2 separate regions of the Rattus norvegicus genome follow, and region 1 is linked to region 2. The links are chromatin contacts, called in public Hi-C maps. All regions are on one chromosome and are shown on one strand. The core of a region is the stretch at or near the end of the contact, and the rest is flanking DNA. Distances in the headings are between cores, read along the strand shown. Region 1 holds the start of Ptma (prothymosin alpha). Region 2 overlaps LOC120094735 (a long non-coding RNA gene).

Evidence for each region. Hi-C and Micro-C count contacts between places; a contact is called where the count stands out from the background.
Region 1: a Hi-C map of liver shows a contact between it and region 2, with 4 times the contacts expected there. The contact joins the promoter of Ptma here to the enhancer-like site in region 2. A contact is called at or near these places in 9 of 12 Hi-C or Micro-C datasets (the A7r5 cell line, the Rat2 cell line, Schwann cells and 5 more) and 1 of 1 datasets of contacts at active chromatin or transcription factors (oligodendrocytes).

The regions. Positions count from the first base shown.
Region 1 is chr9:94,622,896-94,626,566 of GRCr8, forward strand. It overlaps Ptma (prothymosin alpha), which reads left to right and starts at 1,299. Exons shown (of 5, transcript NM_021740.2): 1 at 1,299-1,525. The coding sequence starts at 1,481. It overlaps LOC134480603 (a long non-coding RNA gene), which reads right to left and starts at 518. Exons shown (of 2, transcript XR_010055053.1): 1 at 1-518.
Region 2 is chr9:94,582,886-94,586,557 of GRCr8, forward strand. The region is part of intron 1 of LOC120094735 (a long non-coding RNA gene); the gene reads left to right. Among named protein-coding and RNA genes, the nearest start is that of Ptma, 39 kb to the right of the region's middle. Within about 2 kb of position 1,911, at least 92 of the 93 cell types and tissues checked have an H3K27ac peak or open chromatin away from gene starts, as enhancers often do. A contact at or near this core is called in the A7r5 cell line, Schwann cells, hepatocytes and 2 more, where this site is marked.

The DNA of each region.
Region 1 (3,671 bases), core at 49-2,548, 39 kb after region 2:
CCGCCACTGTCAGCCAGTGTGAACGCGTTTTTCCTAAGTTCCGCCTTCCGTGTCGGGCGCCCCCTTGTGGCAACACACGGTCGGACGCTATCTGCCGCCATCTTGAGTGTGGCGAAGATCGTTTCTTGGGATCCGTTTATAGCCATTCTGGTCTTTCTTTCACAGGACAAACTTGTTAGTTCGACAGCGAAGTGAGAAAGCGCTAAAAATCGAGTAATCTAGTGTTTTGAAGTTGTCCTTGTGAGCTGGGTCGCCACGTCACGCCACGCTTGCGGAGTCCAACGCCATTTTGAGTGTGGCGTCTTTATGGTTTTTCTTTTCTCAAAGCTCCGCGTGGTTCCTTAAATGGCTCAAGTTTGAAGGAACCCTCTCAAGGACTAGTCCTGATGGCCGAGGAGACATGTCTCTCCCAGCTGCATAGTGTTCGTATGTGCACTGGAGCCTCCAAAATGCTAAGGGGTAAACACGATGGCCGGGCGGGGCCCTGGAAGATATTAATGGACTGTCGCGACGGCAGTGACTTATTCCAGCAGACGCGAACCAGAGAGCCCTGAGGTGTGGACACCGTTTTGTGGCGTGAGGCCCAAGGACTGTCCCACTGAGGACACCGGGCATCAAACCCCTCTTCGCATGAGTTCCCCCAAGTGTGCAGGGCGCGAGGCTCGCTCGTCAGCTGACCCTGGACGGCGGGACAGTGGTGGGCGGCGGGGATCACTAATGTAGTCGAGGCGGCGGGAAAAGGGGACAGAGTGGAAAGTGCGAGTCACAGTGCCCGTTGTGGATGCACATACACTTATTTGGGCCAACTCTTCAGTCTTAGATGCGGGCCTGTCTCGGGCGCGGGAACCACGCGGGGCACCGCCCGGGGCAAGCGCCGCCCAGCACTCGCCTTCCCCTCCCCCTCGCGGGCAGTCCTCCTGCTCCCCCCCTCTTCCCCTCCCCTCCTTCCGAGCAGTAGCGAGGGAGGGGGAGGACGGGGGCTGGGCGGGCAGCTTTGCCGCGCTTTGGCTTTCTGCGTCAGAAGCCTGAGCAAAACAGCCGCGGGAGCGCGCACGCGCGCGAGCCCCCTCCTCGGAATGGCGAGACCCAACATATTCAAGACTCTGAATGACAGTGCGGCGGGGGACTGCGCAGCGCGCGCCAAGCCGAGGCACTGCCGCTTTAAGCTCACTTGCCCATTGTTCGGAATTGAGCCAATGAGAAAACGCCCGCTCCCTGTACTCAACCAATAGCGTTGGGGCTCGGGTGGTTGAGCACCGCCCACTAATCTATATTAAAGCTTCTGGCGCCGCGTGAGTCCCCCACTGGCTGCTCCGAAAAGCCATCTTTGCATTGTTCCCGGGTCGTGCTCCGCGCTCACTGCAGCCACCTTCGCCGCCCACCGTCTCCTCCAACGCGGACTCCGGCAGCTTTCTCGCCAGAGTCCTCGAAACTCGACTAATTCCTTACGCGTAGCACCAGACCACCGGCGTGCCCCACCATGTCAGACGCGGCAGTGGACACCAGCTCCGAGATCACCACCAAGGTGAGGCTGGACGCCGCCCGCCCCCTCGGGGTCTGTGCGCCGTCGCCCGGGCAGTGTTTGGCGCGTGGCTGCGGGATTGGGGAAAGCATCACGCGAACGCTACGGAGAGGACCTCGCCACCCTCCAGCGGCGCGATGGCCCCGGGCACCACTCTTTGTGTGCGGGGGAGGGGGCGCGAAGCGACGCGGGCATTCGTGCCGCCGTCGGGAGCTGGCCGATGGCCTGGGGTCGACGCGGAACATGGGGACGAAAACTGGGAGGGCCGAATCGCAAATTCTCGAAAGTTGTTTGCGAATCGTTTGAGTGCTAGTGGGGCCGGGGTCGCGGGGCCGCGGCGCACGGAAATAACTTTGAAACTCCGGCGCGTCGGCAGTCGGAAGTGTGGGGGGCGCGTGTGCGGCGCCGGCGGGCTACCGGCGCCGGCGGCCGAACTGCTCTTTGTTAGGTGCTTGGGTTCGCGCCCTATAGCGGGCTGGCAGCGGGTTATCCGGAATGACGCGGATGGGGCGGCGAGCTGTGCCGTGGTAATTTTGGCTGAGACACTTAACCGGTCTCGTTCTCAGTCACGGTTGAGCATGAGTGTTCGTGGGCTGCCCGTGGAGGCTGGGAGCTCTGGCGGCGGCGGACCTCGTACCAGTGGCGGTCACTGCTGACGGTGTTCGGGCCCGGGCGGCGAGCCCACGCGCTAGAGGGGGAGGAAATAGAAAGTGAAGCGGCCGCACACGGGGGCCGCTGGGCGCCCCCCACGGCTACCCTGCTGCGGTGGAGACGCGGCGGCCGAGTATCCCGCGCAGACTCGCAGTCCTGGCTACGGTCCTGAGGCCGCGGCTCGCAGTCTCCTCCACCCGCCCAGCGGAGTATTATCCACTCTCACGAGACAAGCCTTGTTCGGCTCGTGCTCCTTGCTTTCAAACATCTCGTTGTTCGCGCCCCATTCATCCTGCAGTGGGAAATCCGCGCGTGCCACCTTGTTTAAACTCTGATAGCCCGGCATGTCCGTCTTGGTGCGACCCCGTGCAGAGCGCACTCTGGAGCGGTGCCCGGCGGCCCTTGTAGACTTGAATTTCCAGCCAGCATAGTGCACCCCATGCCCCGAGCCTCCGCGGGAGTTTCTCTGAGGTGAATTCCCGCGAGGTTCGACCCTTCTGGGGAGTGCGCCCCCGACGGTCTCGAGGCTCCGAGCTCAGAAGCTCCAATACCCCGGTGACTTAACGCCGGACGTTGCGCGCCAAAATTGCAGCCGGAAGCCGCGTGTTGACCCTCAGTCGCGATCCCAAGGGGGCAGCACGTAGCGCGCTTTCTCCAGCGGCAAACTCGCTCACCTAGATGAAAGCGTACCTTGGGTCTCCAGGGCACAGGGCGCACTTGGCGCCCCAGGCCACGTGCTCGTTGCGCGCGGTGCGTGCCGAGGCTCGCGCGCGTAGTTCTCTGGGTGAGCGGTGCGCCTGCGCACCGCGGCCACCCCGCCCCCACCCACTCCCCCGGGCTTCGGCCACCAGGGGGCGGAAGCGGGTGCAATGGGGTCCGACGCAGGCCTTCGGTGGGCGCGAACCCACCAACCCCAGCAGGTAACCCAGGGGGTGGGCCCCGCAGGACTAGCTGCACTATGTGCCTGGCCTTCCTGGTGGTCCCACCGTTGAGCCATGGAGTGGAAAAGTTACACAGCGGTCCCGCCCCGAAGCCGCAGTTTCCAAAGTGCTAGCTTGCTACTTGCTTTGGGTTATGGAGGCTAGGAAGGCCTGTAGTACCAAGCATGACTGGTGATTTGGAAGTGGGGGGTGTCTGCATGCTCAAGCGCTTCCTGATCTCCATCCAGATTCTCCCCATCCCTGAGCTACTGACCATCGACTGGCTCCTCCCTTCAATACCTTATTTATTTATGGCACACAGCCACCGCCTTCCAAGAAGGGTTTCTGAGGGGTGGAGCTCCCTCTAGCTGGAAACCGGCGGCAAAGGGCGTGCAGGTGAGGGAGACAGTTCCCGAGCTTGTCTGCCTGGCCTGGCGGGTTTGTGGCTGTGGTGCCATATGGTAGCCTTGAGTCAACACCTGAGTGCCTTGTTTTCGATGTATCCAGAAGATGGGAGTCAGGATTTGGATACAGGCCTTGAGTAGAGAGATCTATGGCCCATCCTCTAACACTCCAGG
Region 2 (3,672 bases), core at 661-3,160:
CCTTTCCTTTTATAAAGTTTCATTGTTTTTCCTGAGACAGGGTTTCTCTGTGTAGTCTTGGCTGTCCTAGAACTTGCTCTTTAGACCAGGATGGCCCTTAACTCAAAAGATCTTCCTGTCTCTTCCATGGGAGCTAATGTTAAAATTATCTGTAAAGACACATCTAAAGTTGCTTATCTTCCTCATCTTCCTGTACAGCTGTCTTAGCTAGGCTTCCTATTGCTGTCATGAAACACCATGACCCAAAGCATCTTAGGGAGGAAAGGGCTTGTTTGGCTCATGCTTCCAAAGCACTGTTCATCATCCAAGGAAGTAGATCAGGAACCCAAACAGGATAGAAACCTGGAGACAGCAGCTCATGTATGGATGGCACTGCTTACGGGTGGCTTGCCCTCACGGTTTGCTCAACCTCCTCCCTCTCTTTCTCTCTTTCTTTCTCTCTTTCTTCTTTTTCTTTTTTTAAAATTTATTTTATGCAGGCTGGAGAGATGGCTCAGTGGTTAAGAGCACTGACTGCTCTTCCAGAAGTCCTGAGTTCAAATCCCAGCAACCACATGGTGTCTCATAACCATCTGTAATGGGATCTAATGCCCTCTTCTGGTATGTCTTAAGACAGCTATAGTGTACTTATATATAATAAATAAATAAATTATTTTATGTATGTGAGTACACTATAGCTCTCTTCATGAACACCAATAAAGGGCATCAGATCCCATTACAGATGGTTATGGGACACCATGTGCTTGCTGGGATTTGAACTCAGGAAGACAAGTCAGTGCTCTTAATCGCTGAGCCATCTCTCCAGCCCCTCAACCTGCTTTCTTATACAACCCAAGACCACTAGCCAGGAGTCCAAGCTCACAAGCCTCTGTGCATGCGTATGTGTGTGTATAACGTGCAGTATAGACCAGGTTGTCCTCAGACTCACCAAGATCTGCCTGCTTCTGCCTCCTGAGTGCTAGGATTATAGGAGTGTCTCACAACAATTTTTATTTGATTCAAGCTCTCACTACATAGATGCATCTGACCTCAACCTGGGACCTGATTCTGCTTCCCAAACGTTTGTATCAATGGAAAAAAAAAACATACCAGCTAATTCTTTTTGGGAGTGGGGCTGAGACAGGGTTTGGGTCACTCTCTGTAGACCAGGTCAGCCTTGAACTAAGAGATCCAACTGCCTGTGCCTCTAGAGTACTGGGATTAGAGTGTGTTACTACTGCCTGGCCTAATTTTGTCTTTTAAAGATATTTTTACTTTATGTGTATGGATATTTTTCCTGCACAAGTACCTATGCACCACTTTCTTGCCTTCGTGGAGACTATACAGAAGAATCTCTGATCCCTCGGAATTAGTCACAGACGGTTGTGAGCCACCTTGTGGGTGCTGGGAATTGAATGCTGGCTCTTAATAGCAAAAAGTCACTGAGCCATCTTTCTTTGGGCTGCTTTTCTTTCCTTTTTAGAACATTTCTGTAAACTAGGGTTGACTGACCCTGAACTCTCTTGCCTCCACTGTCAGAAAGAACACAAGTTATGGTTAAAAATATTCTGAAAAGTGGTTTGTCACCGTCCTCAGTCTTGTCTCTTTATCAGAAAGTGTATTTCAGTTTCTCAAGGTCATTCCCAAGTCTGAAACAGCAGCTTGCACAGGGCTAGATCAGTTTGGTAACCTTATCCATGGGGGTCTAACATCTCGATGCAGGAACTCTATAAAGGGCTAAACCACCATCTCCGTGCTCAAGGGGACCGTGAGAGTTAGAGAACTAGGAAATTAAGAAGACCCACACGCTGCCCCGCAGGCTGGGAAACGCTCTCTGTCGGCCATTAAAACGCGAGGGAAGATGGAGGATCCTCATCCTTCCAACGTGACCCGCGCCTGCGCCCTGTGTACCCGATGCATCCCGCGAGGTCTTTGGAACAGGGAAAGGAGGTGAAATGGGAAAGGAAGGAAAGGGAACGTAGGGAGGGACCAAGCTCGCGGTTCCGGCGAGCCCGGATCCCACTCCGAAAATCCGCTCCAGGTCGCTCATGACCTGAAGCCATTCCACAGATCTCGGTCGCGCTCCGCTCTTTCCCTATAGCCCTTTGTGTCCCCGCGCGCCTCTGGGAACGCGCGCTGAGCTGGGCGCCTGCGCAAAGAAAGGCACGCCCCAACCGGGCGCCTGCGCAAAGGGAGGCGCACGCCGGCCGCACGCCTGCGCAGAAACAGGCGCGCCCCGCCCTCACTTGAGGAAGGGTACCCCTCTCTGCCCCGCCCCTGCCCGCCATTTCGTGTTCGGTCGCCTTTCCTGGCCCGACGTACGCGTCGTCTGTGTGATGGACGCCCGGAAGCTGATACAACAAAGGCCGAAGTGTGCGGGCTGCGCGTCTTGCCGCTGCCCATGGCGCCCAAGTACGGGAGAAAGTGGGCGATCGTGCACCCTCCGGCATGGGTTTGCTAGTCAGTCGGTGCGTGCTCGGCCTGGTGCGTGCAGAAGTGTGTCTAAAGTTGTGTTTGCACCTCCTGGCTGTATATAGCTGAATGCGAGTGTGCACTTAATTCGCTTTTTAAGCCTCGCGGAGCTGACTAGACTCACCACATGCCCTCCGTATTTTGTGTCTGAGAAAAACTCCCATTCAAGGCATAGAATCCATCGCACTTGATGAGTTAATATGCAAAACTAACCACCCGGCTCTCCTTCCTTATGGGATTCTATTTTAATATTTGAGATGGGGGTCTCCCTGGGGGCTGGAGAGATGGCTCAGTGGTTAAGAGCGCTGACTGCTCTTCCAGAGGTCCTGAGTTCAATTCCCAGCAACCACATGGTGGCTCACAGCCATCTGTAATGAGATGGGGTCTCCCTTCATTGCTCTGATTGACCTCTAGCAACAGCCTGCCTCTGTACCCAAAGTGCTAAAAGATGTGTGCCGCTACTATTTCCGGTGTAGCTCTCCTTATTTTATGTTTAAGCTTCTCTTTGGGGAACAGCTTTTGCACAAGGGGCATGCAGTGACGTGGAGAGTGGCCCATGGGTAAATGACAATTAAGGATGTCTTTTTTAATTTTTTTTTTTTTAAGATTTATTCATTTATTACACTGTAGCTGTCTTCAGATACACCAGAAGAGGGCATCGGATCTCTTTACAGATGGTTGTGAGCCACCCACCATGTGGTTGTTGGGAATTGAACTTAGGACCTCTGGAAGAGCAGTCGGTGCTCTTAACCGCTGAGCCATCTCTCCAGCCCCCAATTAAGGATGTCTTAATGACCTCCTTAAGGAGGTGGGCTCTCTTAAAAGGTTTAAAAAAAAAAAAAAGGTGTCCTGGAGGAAGCTCTATTCCAGGCTGTTGTTGCCTGGCCTTGCCCTGTCATCCCGTCAGCAAGGAGGATTTCATTCTGCCAAGCATTTGTTTGGATTGAAAGAATCTAATGGGAGGCCTAGCAGCGGGGACAGTAATCAATAGAGGGTGTGTGGAAAAAGGACGAAAGAATATGTGTTTGTGGCATCCCCAGAGAAGAGAAGCCTCCAGAGGTGAATTGAGATTGAGTGCATTGCAGACCAGCATCCTTCTAGAGGAGAAGTAGCTCTAGGCTCTTGAGATGACCCTTGTCTAGCTTTTCCTGGATCCCAGCAGCATCCTGCATTTGAAGGAGCAGGAATGGGGCTAGGGAGATGGTTCAGTGGTTAGAGCAC